Regions from separate parts of the Danio rerio genome. Here region 1 is linked to region 2. A link is a contact called in public Hi-C data. All regions are on one chromosome and are shown on one strand. The core of a region is the stretch at or near the end of the contact, and the rest is flanking DNA. Distances in the headings are between cores, read along the strand shown.

Evidence for each region. Hi-C and Micro-C count contacts between places; a contact is called where the count stands out from the background.
Region 1: a Hi-C map of an unstated tissue shows a contact between it and region 2, with 2.2 times the contacts expected there. The contact joins two enhancer-like sites. A contact is called at or near these places in 1 of 18 Hi-C or Micro-C datasets (an unstated tissue) and 1 of 4 datasets of contacts at active chromatin or transcription factors (caudal fin).

Annotation. Positions count from the first base shown.
Region 1 is chr3:61,358,128-61,364,990 of GRCz12tu, forward strand. No RefSeq gene overlaps it. Among named protein-coding and RNA genes, the nearest start is that of trnam-cau, 8.9 kb to the right of the region's middle. Within about 2 kb of position 5,309, at least 5 of the 62 cell types and tissues checked have an H3K27ac peak or open chromatin away from gene starts, as enhancers often do.
Region 2 is chr3:61,133,758-61,141,193 of GRCz12tu, forward strand. No RefSeq gene overlaps it. Among named protein-coding and RNA genes, the nearest start is that of hid1a, 38 kb to the left of the region's middle. Within about 2 kb of position 3,629, at least 8 of the 62 cell types and tissues checked have an H3K27ac peak or open chromatin away from gene starts, as enhancers often do.

The sequences.
Region 1 (6,863 bases), core at 4,059-6,558, 230 kb after region 2:
TCCTCGTCTCCGCTTCTGATCGCTTTAGACTTGTCCTGTAGACACAGATTTGGTTTCAGCAATACTCGCAGCTTTATACGAGCTCACAGACTCTCCCGACCGCATATGTTTCCTCTCTCTGTAAAGCAGTCACTTGTACAGTGTCAGCGCCACAAGTCTCTGTTATTTCCACCTGTTATTGCCACTTAAATGTGTTATGTCTGGATGGAGACAGTTTAAAGACGGTCCAATAAATTCTGTCTCTGTATTTAAAGCTAGTGCACTCTGGATATGACTAGCGTTGCTCTTAAAAGAAAGTCTCAGAGAAAATAAACGTGCACATAGACAACAGGCATGAGACAATGACTCAAGAATCAAGAGAAATCAAGCATTTTCCCTACTTGTTTTATAATATTCATACATTTAATTGGAGTTGTAACTAAAATATGCAGGACACGGACCCTCCAGGACCGACTTTGGACACCCCTGCATTACATGATAACCTCCCTTCAGGTCAGTCTGAGAGTGGTCCTGAATGAGTTCTGTGTTTGTTGCTGCACTCGGCTGGTTGTTGGTTTGGATGTTCCTGCTTTACGAGCATTAATCGTAGCCCAGCGGCGGTGCTCACAGTGGCCCCGTGAGGCTGTCGAGAGCCTATGGAGCTGAAAGGATGACTGCACATCAGCGCTGAGGGTTATCATGGGAAATTAAAAAGATATGCTTGTCTGTGGGTTAATACAAGATGCCAGTTTGCTGCCTTTTAAGGGATGCTACACATCAGGTTTTGGAAAGTATGAGTGAAGCCTTTAACACTTTAAGATGGGTGTTTTAACACATCATTCAATGTGTGCTTTACTACCAAAGTAAAGTCAGATTTAAAATCCATTAACATCTACGGGATTGACCCAAATATTCAAACTTCCCTACAATATAGTACGCACTGAGAACACATACGAGCATATAACTGTTGTTGTAATTTTACATATGGAGAGTCCTCATAAACCATCAATACCAAAGTGATTTGTGTACCAATGTGGGTGCAGGTTTATGTGGTTTACAGGGACACAAAGTTGTAACATGGGTATGACCTGGTTGCAGGGGTGCACTAGCCATAGGGAGCACCAAGATATTTAACATCCATATATCTTTTGCATCAGATATATTGTCTAATGAAAGCCAGCGCCATCATTTCATTGTTCTATATTATTACTGTTGTTTGTATAAAAAGGGCAAAGTGAACATTAATTTAAAAAGGTTTGCTCTCTTGCTGGTTCAGTTAGACCAGGGTTTTTCAAAGTTTAAGACAGTGGGCCTCCCTTTTGACACCACTTATCCCAGGGGTCTCAAACTCAATTTACCTGGGGGCCGCAGAAGGGCAAAGTCTGGGTGAGGCTGGGCCGCATAAGGGATTTCACAAAAAAAAAGTCCTCAAATGTCATAATTAACAGTTTTAATTATTTCTTCTGAACATGAAGTGTCCTGAACATTAATAGAACATTGAGTGAAGATTATGAACAGTTCTTCTGAACATGGCATCTTTTGCCTACTCCTTGCTGCCAGAGACTTGACAGTGCTTCTTCTCACAAATCTTAACCACATTTGGCTTTACAGCGGAAGCAGTTGAGACCCTCAGTATGGCTTGGGGGAACTCACTCAAAGCTTCCATTCCCTCACCCACTGCAGAGTGCATGCGCGCATACTGAAGAGCAGTGTTATCGTGCGCGTACTGATCAGCTGTGTTGTCGCGCGCGTACTCAAGAGCTGTGTTGTCGCGCGCCTACTGAAGGGCGGGACCGAAGGTGTGCCACGTCGCGGGGGCACTTTTGATCATTTTGGAAGGGCACTTTCTATCCAAGACTAAAAAGGGCATGTGCACTGCACAGGTTGAGCCCTATGTGTGCATGTGCCTGCCCTCACCTAAAAAAAGGCGTATATATGTATAAATAAAACACCCCCACCCCACTCCAGTCACATCAGTCTGTACCAGTCTGTATCTACCTATAATATATATAAGATGCAGGCTGTAGCTAGGTAGGTGGCAGGCTGCAGATAGGTAGCTAAGTGGCAGGCAGGGGCGGGAACAGCTTACCTTGGTTCTGGCCGGCGCGAGTTCCCTCCTAACACTTCCCGCCCGTCACAGCGTCTAACAAAGGGCCGGGGTGCGTGGTGACGTCACCGGCATCACTGCCCCTTTGTTTACACGGCGGGCGGGGAATGCCATTAACCGCTGTGTACGGATAGAATCAGCGGAGCGGGGAGCGCTCTCTCTCCCCGCTCCGCTGATTCTGTCAGTGTACAGTGGTCGGCGCGGGCCACAAAATATTGCACTGAGGGCCGCAAATGGCCCGCGGGCCGCGAGTTTGAGACCCCTGACTTATCCATTGGCGCCCCCCTCCTCCCAAACACACACACACACACACACACACACACACACACACACATATATAATATATATATATATATATATATATATATATATATATATATATATATATATATATATATATATATATATATACAGTATATATATAAAGACACAGACAGATGTCAGACTGTTAACTCACTTTTATCATCATTTGCATGAAAGTGCAATTATTTACAGAGAAATAACAAGTATTTTAATATAACGTTTTTAAAACTAGGATGATGGTTCAATATGAATAGAACAGATCCAAGAACTGTCCATCCCAGTCAAAAAAGTCGAAGTTTAGCGAGTCTCATGCTGTCATTAGCCAAAATATCTTGACAAACCACACATAAAGATCGTGGTTCATCAGCTGGTCCTGCCCACGTAAATCCTAAACTCAAATACTGATCATCATATCGTCGTCTTTTGGGTTTAAGCCCTGAACTTTAAGGCTTTGAATCGAGGGGTCTCAGAAACCGATCCATTGTATTAGCAGGCATATACCAGTATTGGCGGGCTTGCCAAACAGAAGCGAATTCACAGCTATGGCCTTCTGGGTAAAAAAGGTTTTCTTATTTTAGACGTATTATTTTTTTTTTTAGCTTTGTTTAATTAAACGTTTAAATATAATAAAAAATACATATAATAATTCAACTTAATAATTATATTTTTATTATATAATATTTTTTCCCGCGCCTCCCCTGACATGCTCTGGCGCCCTCCAGGGGAGCCATGCGTCTCACACTTTTAAAACCCCTGAGTTAGACTAACTGTAAAGCATAACCGAGTGTATTTACTTGAGATACTCCGCAATGATGGATATTTTAAAAACAGCTTGTGCAGGCTATTTGATTTGTTCACACACTGTCTCGGTTATATTGTGTGATGGAAAGATTGTGCGGGCATTATGAGTCCATTCATCATGATTTCGCCTATCCCAGCTTCTGTTACTACATGTACAAGTGTTTCAATGATGAAGACTGTTTAAATGTAATATTTTCTTCCAGACGAGCTTGGTTAGCCTACCTTTGACAGGATGGTTGTTGCGGTAGTGCCGAAATAAGGGGCTGTCCTGGGAAAATTGGGACATCTGTTGACCCTTACGGGTGACTAAAACAGGGCTGTTCAGTATTCTGATTGGGCTACAGCCACTCTGAGCCCCAGTTTTGCTCCGGTGTCACTGTTTTTGAACAGCAGCGAACCGAAAGGAATACTTCACATTATCGATGAGCAAAAGCATAATGCAAAGAGGGGTTTCCTGTCGTCATAGCGCAAATGAATTCTTCAGCCAATCAAGGACCCCCTTCTTCCGTCAGCCCCACCGAGCCCTTACGTTAATCCGGCCCTGTTCTCGGGTGGGCTGTGGCATTGACACAAAGCTAAATTGGTACAAAGGGGGCCAAATTCTGACCCTAGCATCCGAATATGACAGCAGAAAACAAGATTCATCAGACGAAGCATCATTTTTCCAGTCTCCTATTGCCCGATTTTGGTGAGCCTGTGTAAATTGTAGCCTCAGTTTCCTGTTCTTAGCTGAGTGGAGTCGCACCCAATGTGGACTTCTGCTGCTGTAGTGCATCTGCCTCAAGGTTGGACGTGTTGTGTGTTCAGAGATCCTATTCTGCATACCTCAGTTGTAACAAGTTGTGTTCTCCTCTGACTTGTGGCATCAACAAGGCATTTGCTTCCACAGAACTGTGGACTGGATATTTTCTTTTTTTCAGGCCATTCTCTGTAAACCCTAGATATGGTTGTGCGTTAAAATCCCAGTAGATCTAACAATTTCTGAAACACTCGTCAGCCTGTTTGGCACCAACAACCATGCCACGTTCAAAGTCACCTAAATCACAATTCTTCCCTATTCTGATGTTCGGTTTGAACTGCGGCAGATCGTCTTGACCATGTCTACATGCCTAAATGCATTGAGTTGCTGCCATGGTATTTCTCAATTGTTTTCTAAGTAATTACATTAGCATGTAACATCTTTAAAATTTAAAATTAAACATTTTAAAATTGTTATTTTAATGTGGCAACAATTGAAATTTTAAACCTTTATTTTATATAAAGCAACATCATATCCACGTTTCAATGAATAAATCTCTGACAGAGACTCTTCCCCACCCCATCAGCCAATCACTGTGTGTAGTTATTAATAATGATAACATTTTTGTAACAGATTAATAATTCTTTATTCCTCAGTAAACGGTTTTAAGAGAAAACCCTTGGCTAAAAACTTTCACTGCTATTTAGGAAAAGTACTCTTAGGTGGTAAGATTACATGTTTTGTGGATACAGGCCCTGATTTTCTTGCATAAAGCACTAAGAAAATAAAAGTGGCTTGACCTACACGTTGTTTTTACACATACATGTTGTCTTGTGCTGTTTTTAAGAGAGGTTGGAGCTACAAATGCCTGTGTGACAGCATAGTGGCAGATTTAACAACAAGACCAACGTCCTATGCCAGTGGTCACCAAACTTGTTCCTGGAGGGCCGGTGTCCTGCAGATTTTAGCTCCAACCCTAATCAAACACCCCTGAACAAGCTAATCAAGGTCTTGCTAGGTACACTTGAAACATCCAGGCAGGTGTGTTGAGGCAAGTTGGAGCTAAACCCTGCAGGGACACCGGCCCTCCAGGACCGAGATTGGTGACCCCTGTCCTATGCTAATGAGGGAGAGATCGTCACTGAGTAAAAGAGATTTCAGACCTAATAATGTTCAAAATATGGAAAATACTGTTATTTTACAGTTATTTATTCTGAAGTCATGCAGATAAATTTATCTGCGGTTGTCCGCGGTGGTCAGTGAAGTACAGGTGAGCAGGAGTGAGTTTGACCGGGGCTGCTGCAAGACTGATGTTTATTCCCCATGGAGCAGCAGGTTTTCTGAAGGCCGCTATATTTGCACAGCTCTCGGCCAGTGTTTACTCAGTGCTGCAGGGTTGTAAACAGCTCCTTCAGAGAGAGAGAATCAGCACTACACACTCTCTCACATACAGTCTCCTCTCAGGTATTTCTATGAGCTGCTGCAATATCACATTCGCTCTTACATTTGACTTACTTTAACATACGTTTTCACAATCAGGCTGTGATTTCATATCATAACCATAAAAAACAATTCTAAGAAGCATGTCAAAATGCATAATGTGAACAGAATAACAATGATTTAACTATGATTAAATGTATAAGAAAGTTATTGGCAAAAGTCAAACAGTGATAGTAAGGTTAACAGCATTCACATGGGGGAAAAATGGACTTATATATCGAGTTTGAGGTGACGCAGTAGTGTTAGTAGTGCTGTTGCCTCACAGCAAGAAGATCACTGGTTTGAGCCTTGGCTAGCACAATTAGCATTTCTGTGTGGAGTTTGCATGTTCTCCCTGCGTTCGGGTGGGTTTTCTCCGGGTGCTCCGGTTTCCCCCACAGTCCAAAGACATGCAGTATAGGTGAATTGTTTAGGCTAAAATGTCCGTAGAGTATGAGTGTGTATGGATGTTTCCCAGAGATGGGTTGCAGCTGGAAGGGCATGCGTAAAACATATGCTGGTTAAGTTGGCAGTTTATTCCGCTGTGGGTTGCAGCTGAAAGGGCATCCGCTGCGTAAAACATATGCGTAAAACATATGCTGGTTAAGTTGGCGGTTCATTCCGCTGTGGCGACCCTGGATTAATAAAGGGACTTAGCCAAAACGAAAATGAATGAATGAATATAGAGTTTGAGTCCAGTTTAAGTCTAGTGCTGTGTTCACACCAGACGCAGAACGCGCCGATATATCGCGTTATTCGCGCGTAAATAGCCACGTGAACATTTGCGTTTACTCGCTTCATTCGAGTGTCAAACCCCGCTTCATTCGCGCATCAAATCCGCTTCATTCGCGCATCAAATTTACTTTAGAACAGACGTGGATTCTCGTGATGGGCAGGGCTTCTGTCTGCCTGGTGACTGTAGCTTCGTTGCTAAATGGATAACAAATCAAATCAAATCACTTTTATTGTCACATCATCAGCAGCACGTGTGCTATGATGAGTGAAAAGCTTAGGTGCTGGCTTCGGACAGTACAAAATACAGACAGTGCAAAATACAGACAGTGCAAACACAATGACAATGTAAAATTGACAGCGATATGTATAATGAATAGGTGTCCACATAGTTGTTGGCAGTATTGTTTTAAGTATGGATTGGTTATAGTGCGGTGCATGCTACATACCGATGGTGTGCAGTAAGGGTACGGAAGAGTATGTGTGGAGTGTGTTAAGTTTTCATCAGCCTGATAGTCTGAGAGAAGAAGCTTTCCTTCAGCCGGCTGGTGCATGACCGGATGCTGCGGAACCGTCTGCCTGAGGGTAGCAAAGAGAGAAAAGTCTATGGCTTGGGAGGCTGGAGTCACTGATGATTATCTTGGCTTTCCTTCTGCACCGCCTGGTGTAGATGTCCCGGAGGGAGGGAAGCTCACCTCCTACTACGCGTCCAGCAGTTCGCAC
Region 2 (7,436 bases), core at 2,379-4,878:
ATCAGATGTGAAATAGACTTCTATTAGACATCTTTAAGATGTTTGCGATCCAGAATGTGTGTAAAACTGACATCATACAGACGTCTGCCAGACGTTTGTATACAGCAGGTGCTTTCCAGATCAAGAGATCTTTAACAGACATCTTGCAGACGTATACAGACACAAAATATCTAATACAATGGCATTTCAACCTTTATTCCATTAAAAGGGATAAATCAAGTATATAATTTCTTATATTAATATTACTTAATTGTTTAGATTTTTAAAAGGCACATTAGCTTCTTTCACATTTACACATGGATCGATAATTGCAATAATTTGACCCTAAACAGCTGAAAAAAATTATTGGAAATAAAAATGCATTCTCTGTCACAAGGGGGCGCTTTAGGAGCGCTGAAATATTACGGTTTCCCTAGTAATGACTGTACACAAATCAGCATTATATGCGACCAAAATGGTCGCAATTTCGAGCCCTGCATTAGCAGCAGCTGTCTGGAGTTGACTATGTTAACTTTAATTAGATGTAGTTTCATAACAAGCAAACTCAGTTCACCTTTTGAAAAGAAAGCAGTCGTCAGCTGCTTCCCCTCATTCTGCCTCCTTTCTTTTTCCTTCCTGTCTTTCTTTTTTTGAAATCCCGATTTGGGCTTTTTGCGCAGCATGATCAGGCTCTAGACTGCGTTACTTGTTTGCCGCCGGCTGTCGTCTATGGGCGGACTAAACCATTTCGGGGGGGTGTTATCAATATATTTTAAAATATATAATGACATTGACATCAATTGGAGGGGCCAATTAATTCGAAGTAGGCTACAAAAAAAAATAATAATAAATAATAATAAATTGGTGGGATTTCAAAGGGCCCTCTCCCTAGACGGGGCCCTGGGTAGTCAGGTCCACTTTTCTCCCCACTACCACGCCCATGTGTGTGTGTATTCATGAAGTATGTAAGTCTTAAATATGGTAACTTTTTGACTGTTTGCTTCCTAAATTCAGCTTCATTCATTCATTTTCCTTCAGCTTAGTCTCTATTCAGAGGTTGCCACAGTGGAACCAGCCACAGGATGACTTTTTTATCCATAACGATGTAGTAGCTGCTGATCGCTCATGCGGTGGTTCCTGGTGCAAGGATATATGGTTGCTGACACTCAACTAAGAACTATTCAAGACTCCAGCATGACTGAAAAAATGTCTGCAAACAAATTGCAAATAAATTCCATGATATATTCAAAAGAACAAATTCGGTGGAGTTTCGAGTAAGTACATACATATAGCATGTTCAAGAAACCATAACACACGAGGTGATCAAGGTTACAGGTTTTCAGCTTTCTTCAAAATGCCTTTTTCATGTTTAACAGAATAAAGCAACTCATAAAGGTTTGAAACCTCATCAGTAAATAGTCGGTAAATAAAAGTTTTTGGGTGAAGCATCTTGTTACGCAAGTCTATTTTAATCTTTTTTGTGTGTGTGTGTTTATACACTCACAGGCCACTTTATTAGGTACACCTGTCCAACTGCTTGTTAACACAAATTTCTAATCGGCCAATCACACGCCAGCAACTCGATGCATTTAGGCATGTAGACATGGTTAAGACGATCTTCTGCAGTTTGTGACAATAGGAACTAATAATATCTGTGTTGTGGGAGAGGGAACCTGTTTGAGTCTTGCACTGTCAATGTTGTGAGTAACAGAGAAGTTTTTTGGATTAAACTGAGTTAGACAGTTATCATGGTCTCAGTGAGTCTCTTTACTGGTGAAGAAAGTAACCTTTAAACACAGTTCAAACTGAGCATCAGAATGGGGAAAAAAGGTGATTTAAGTGACTTTGAACGTGGCTTGGATGTTGGTGCCAGACGGCCTGGTCTTGTTATTTTAGAAACTGCTGATCCACTGAGATTTTCACGCACAACCATCTTTAGGGTTTACAGAGAATGGTCTGAAAAAGAGAAAACATCCAGTGAGCTGCAATTCTTTGGGCGCAAATACATTGTTGATGCCGGAGGTCAATGGCCAGACTGGTTCCAGCTGATAGAAAGGCAACAGTAATTCAGATAACCACTTGTTACAACCGAGGTCTGCAGAAGAGAATCTCTAAACGCATAACATGTCGTACCTTAAGGCTGATGGGCTACAGCAGCAGAAAATTGGACAATAGAAGACTGGAAAAACATTGCCTGGTCTAATAAATCTTGATTTCTGCTGCGACTTTGGATGTTAGGGTCAGAATTTGGCATCAACAACATGAAAGCACAGATCCATCCTGCCTTGTATCATTGGTTCAGGCTGGTGGTGGTGGTGTAATAGTGTGGGGGATATTTTCTTGTCGCACTTTTGACCCATTAGTGCCAATTAAGCATTGTGTCAATGCCACAGGCTACCTGAGTATTGATGCTGACCATGTCCATCCCTTTATGACCACAGTGTGCCATCTTCCAGCAGGATAACGCACCATGTCTTAAAGCGTGAATCATCTCAGACTGCTTTCTTGAACTTGACAATGAGTTCACCATACTCAAATGGCCTCCACAGTCACCAGATCTAAATCCAATAGAGCACCTTTGGCATCCCTGCTGAAAAATCCAGCTTAAACCAGCCTAGGCTGGTTGGCTGGTTTTAGCTGGTTGACCAGGCTGATTTTAGAGGGGGTTTGGCCATTTCCAGGCTGGTTTCCAGCCATTTCCAGCCTGGACTTATCTTGTCAGGCTGGAAAATGACCAGCCAAATCCAGCAAAAACCAGCTTGACCAGCCTGGTTTAAGCTGGATATAGCTGGTTTTGGCTGGACTGCCAGCTTGGCTAGGCTGGTCAAGCTGGTTTTAGCTGGTCATCTCCCAGCCTGACCAGCTAAGACCAGGCTGGAAATGGCTGGAAACCAGCCTGGAAGTGGCCAAAACCCCTCTAAAACCAGCCTGGTCGACCAGTTAAAACCAGCCAACCAGCCTAGGCTGGTTTAAGCTGGATTTTTCAGCAGGGATGTGGTGGAACGGAAGATTGAATCTATGAGCTATGAATCTTCAATCTTCAAGCTCTGAGATAGAGACTAAGCCAAAGGTTAATTAATAAATGAATGTTTTCTTCTTAAGGCAGATTGCTGAAAACAGACATATTAGCGACATTTGTGGTTTGGTGTGAGCAACTTAGGACACCTCTACTTCTGAAGTTTCACTCACTTAGCAGACATGTTAGTGCTAAAATGCTTTGTGAAATAGCTACTTTAGAAATTAGTCCTGAATTTGGGCCCCATTATTTTTAAGATTAGGATTATCCCCTAAATCTGCAAGTTATGAGCTACTTTTTTCATTAAGGTATTTGTGAATCTCCGACATAGACTTGCTAAACATTAAGCGCATGCTAACGCTAAAAGAGGCTTCCTTCTCCATATGCAGAGCACATCACTACAGAGTTTATCTGCAGTAAACATTCCCATCCTCCACAGGTCTTGATGCCGTATGTGTGCCAGTTTTCTACAGTGGCAGTCTCTTTGGCTCTTTTCGTCTCTGTGTGCTAGTAGATGGAGCTGTTTAGGAAAGCTCAGGCCTGGTGTGAATCTGGCACAGGATCTGCTAGTGTTCAGTGGTACGCCAACACTAACATCTGCTCCATCAGTGGAAAGAAAAAAAAAAAAAACAGCTCTCCACGGCCTCTTCCACCCAACACTCAAGCTAATGACTGGCCACTCCTGTCATTAAAGCCTTATTACCTTCGTAGGACTCCATACAGAGAGCTGAGGAAAACCCTGGGAAGCCGCAGGGGACGGAGGTGCAAATGCAGTCGACTGTTAGATGGACGTAGTAATGGCTGGATGTTCTGACTGTGATGTAACTATATTCCCATATCTATTGAACACTTCTGGGAACTGTTTAGGCCGTCACATTGAGCTCATACACAACATCCGATAGCTGGAGCTAGCTTATGTGGCTCATTCTAGAGTAGACATAATAATATTATTTAATAATAAGGTGTAATATTCATCTTTTGTGTGTGTTTATTAAGTTAAATAAACCTTTACATGAAACTTTCGTTTCTATATTGTTTGTCATTTCAGTAATACAAAGTACATGTGTTACAATCACCAGCGATCTAGCCACTGCGGATTGCTGAAGAGCTACAAATCTGCAACCAAATTGACTACAAATCCTGTCATGCAGATTTCTCACACGTGTTCCAGTTTTCCCTGATGACACAGACACGCATCTGAAGCTAATTTTTTATTTATTACCTGGACTATTGACCTTATTCTCCGCAGACGAGCGGGCGCTGCCATTTGACCCTTTTTGGCACGAGACTTCCGGTCTCATTCACTTCCATTCATTTTTAGACATTAAAAACTGCTCGTTTCGCTGTTTGATGTTGCAAACTGATATTTCCTTGTTATATTATTCTACTTGGTCTGTATAGTCATGCAAACATTTGTTTGTAGAGCAAGTAGTTTGATCGTTTTTTGTCGTTTATTATTCCTTGTCATTTCTCCCATAGGCGACTGAAACGGAAGTTCTAAGACAATCGCGAAAACAGGCGCACTTCCGCATTTTAGAATAAGGTCAATAAAGACACTTCTCATTTCCACACACATTGCTGAGTCTTGTTCACTGTTTGTAGCATTATGAAGCGTTTATCCTATCTAGTCATTCCATGTTTGATCTTTGTCTGGTTTATTGCTCCTTTGTGCTTGTACTGACCACCCTCATGTTTGTTTTTTCACAATGATATTGGAATAACTTGTATGCTACAGTTTGCTCCTGTGTTTGACCATTGCCTGCATGACTATTCTTTGATTAATAAAACCTGCACACGGATCCTCAACTCCGTTGTTCAGCATCCTCACATTACAACATGCCGTGTCTGTATCTACGTTCTGGTCAACTCTGTTATAGTGGTTATAAAAAGGAATAGCAATCTATAAAGCACTGATAGAAAAAGCATGTGACCGTCTCCAAGTGATGTCATATCCTCTGGCACGAAACTCTGGAAGGCATTGAGGCCTGTCATTATTATTTTCCAGTCATTAATTTGTACAAAATGTTTAGGATACACTCTTAGTATGTACTTTTTGTATTAGGGTCAGTGCTTGGTCGGTTCACGTTCTCACCACAAACTAATGCTCTAGGGTTGATTTGAAAGCGAGACCATGTTGTTGAGCAGGTCTCAGTACTCTTGTTTGGTCTGCTTTTACTAGTACTATTGCCGTTTTCACACCTGCCCAAACAAATCATATCAAAAAGATAAACAAACTTTTTAACCAAACTAAATAAGGCAGGCGTAAAAGCTACTTGAAAAAAAATTGGTTTTCTTACTTAGAGTTTTGGACATTTTTTTCCACACCAAATATCTAAAAATATTTAAATCAATAAGATTTAACTAGACGAGCAAAAATATTGTCTTGTTTTGAGAAATAATATGCCAAAATAAAGTGAGTTTTTCCTTAAACCAAGCAAATAAATCAGCGAAAGGGGCAAGGAAAATACGATTAGATGATTAATCTTAAAATAAGATAATTTTTCTCACCCCATTGGCAGATTCACTTAATTTTGACTTATTATTTCTGAAAACAAGACAATATCTTTAATTCTTCTTGATTTAAGTAATTTTAGATATTTTGACTTGAAACAAGACAAAAACTCTTAATGAACTCTTGCAGTGAAAGCACCCTTACAAGTTCGTGATGTGTGCTGATGCGTCCGCTTTCAGTTTTTGCTACTGTTTTAGATGAATAGGTGTAAATACTTGTAAAATAAATCTGTGCACAACAGATTTGACTTGATTGATTTATTGCTTGGACAACATGTGGAATAGAAAAGGACTTTAATCTCGACTGTTAGCTCCATTAGCATGTATATCTCCTTTATCCTGCTGTTCTCAGTCTGTTCCCGTCAATCATTTTTATCAACGTTTTAAAGATCAATTTGATTCGTCTTGCCCTTTAATAAAACACAAATGGAAACAAAGAATCATTTAAAACAAAATAGCAAGAATGTGGAATAGTTATGATTTTATAGGGCTTGTAGCCTGTGATATAATGATCTATGAATGTTCTTAACACATTTTTTAAAATGCAATATTTTCTGGCAGCAATTGTAATTGTCTATCAAAAACACTGTTGGTTTTTTTAACATGTTTTAAATCATAAAAGGTTTAATAAGCTATTTCCAATAACTCATTTCCTTTGTCTTTGCCATAATGACAGTACATATTTCAGTATTATTTATATATTTTATTTTGCAAGATACAAGTATTCAGCTAAAAGTGCCATTTAAAGCCTTAACTTGGTTAATTGGGTTATAGGCAAGTTAGGTTAATTAGGCAAGTCATTGGACAAAATGCTTAATAATTCCAAATCTTAGCAGAATTTTACCTTTTTGAGATAGATAGATAGATAGATAGATAGATGGATGGATGGATGGATGGATGGATGGATGGATGGATGGATGGATGGATGGATGGATGGATGGATAGATAGATAGATTTATAGACGATAGATAGATAGATAGACAGATAGATAGATAGATAGATAGACAGACAGACAGACAGACAGACAGACAGATAGATAGATAGATAGATAGATAGATAGATAGATTTATAGACGATAGATAGATAGATAGATAGAACAATGGATAGATAGATAGATAGATAGATAGATAGATTTATAGACGATAGATAGATAGATAGATAGATAGATAGATAGATAGATAGATAGATAGATAGATAGACAGATAGACAGATAGATGATAGATAGATAGATAGATAGATAGATAGATAGATAGATAGATAGATAGATAGATAGATAGATAGATAGATAGATAGATAGATTTATAGATAGATAGATAGATAGATAGATAGATAGATAGATAGATAGATTTATAGATAGATAGATAGATAGATAGATAGATAGATAGATAGATAGATAGATAGATAGATAGATAGATTTATAGATGATAGATAGATAGATAGATAGATAGATAGATAGATAGATAGATAGATAGATAGATAGATAGATAGATAGATAGATAGATAGATAGATTCATAGACGATAGATAGATAGATAGATGGATGGATGGATGGATGGATGGATGGATGGATGGATGGATGGATGGATGGATGGATGGATAGATAAATAGATAGATAGATAAATAGATAGATCCAACCTAAAAGAAATAAGACTTTCAGCAAGAAAAAAATAAGTAAAGTCAGTGGAAATAACAGCACATGGAATATGAATAAAAATTCCACAGGATGCTTATAATTTTGTCTCCATCTGTACATGCATAGTTTGTTTAGCTTCTTTTTCGCACCAGTTTACAGTACGCCACTGCTCAGATGTTCCCCAAGCTGACAAACACCAACTGAACACACAATCAGCAAAACAAGCGTCAGCAGACATCAACAAACATCAACAGGTGTACACCACTCTGACAAATCCTGGAAGAGCATCTGTTGCCGC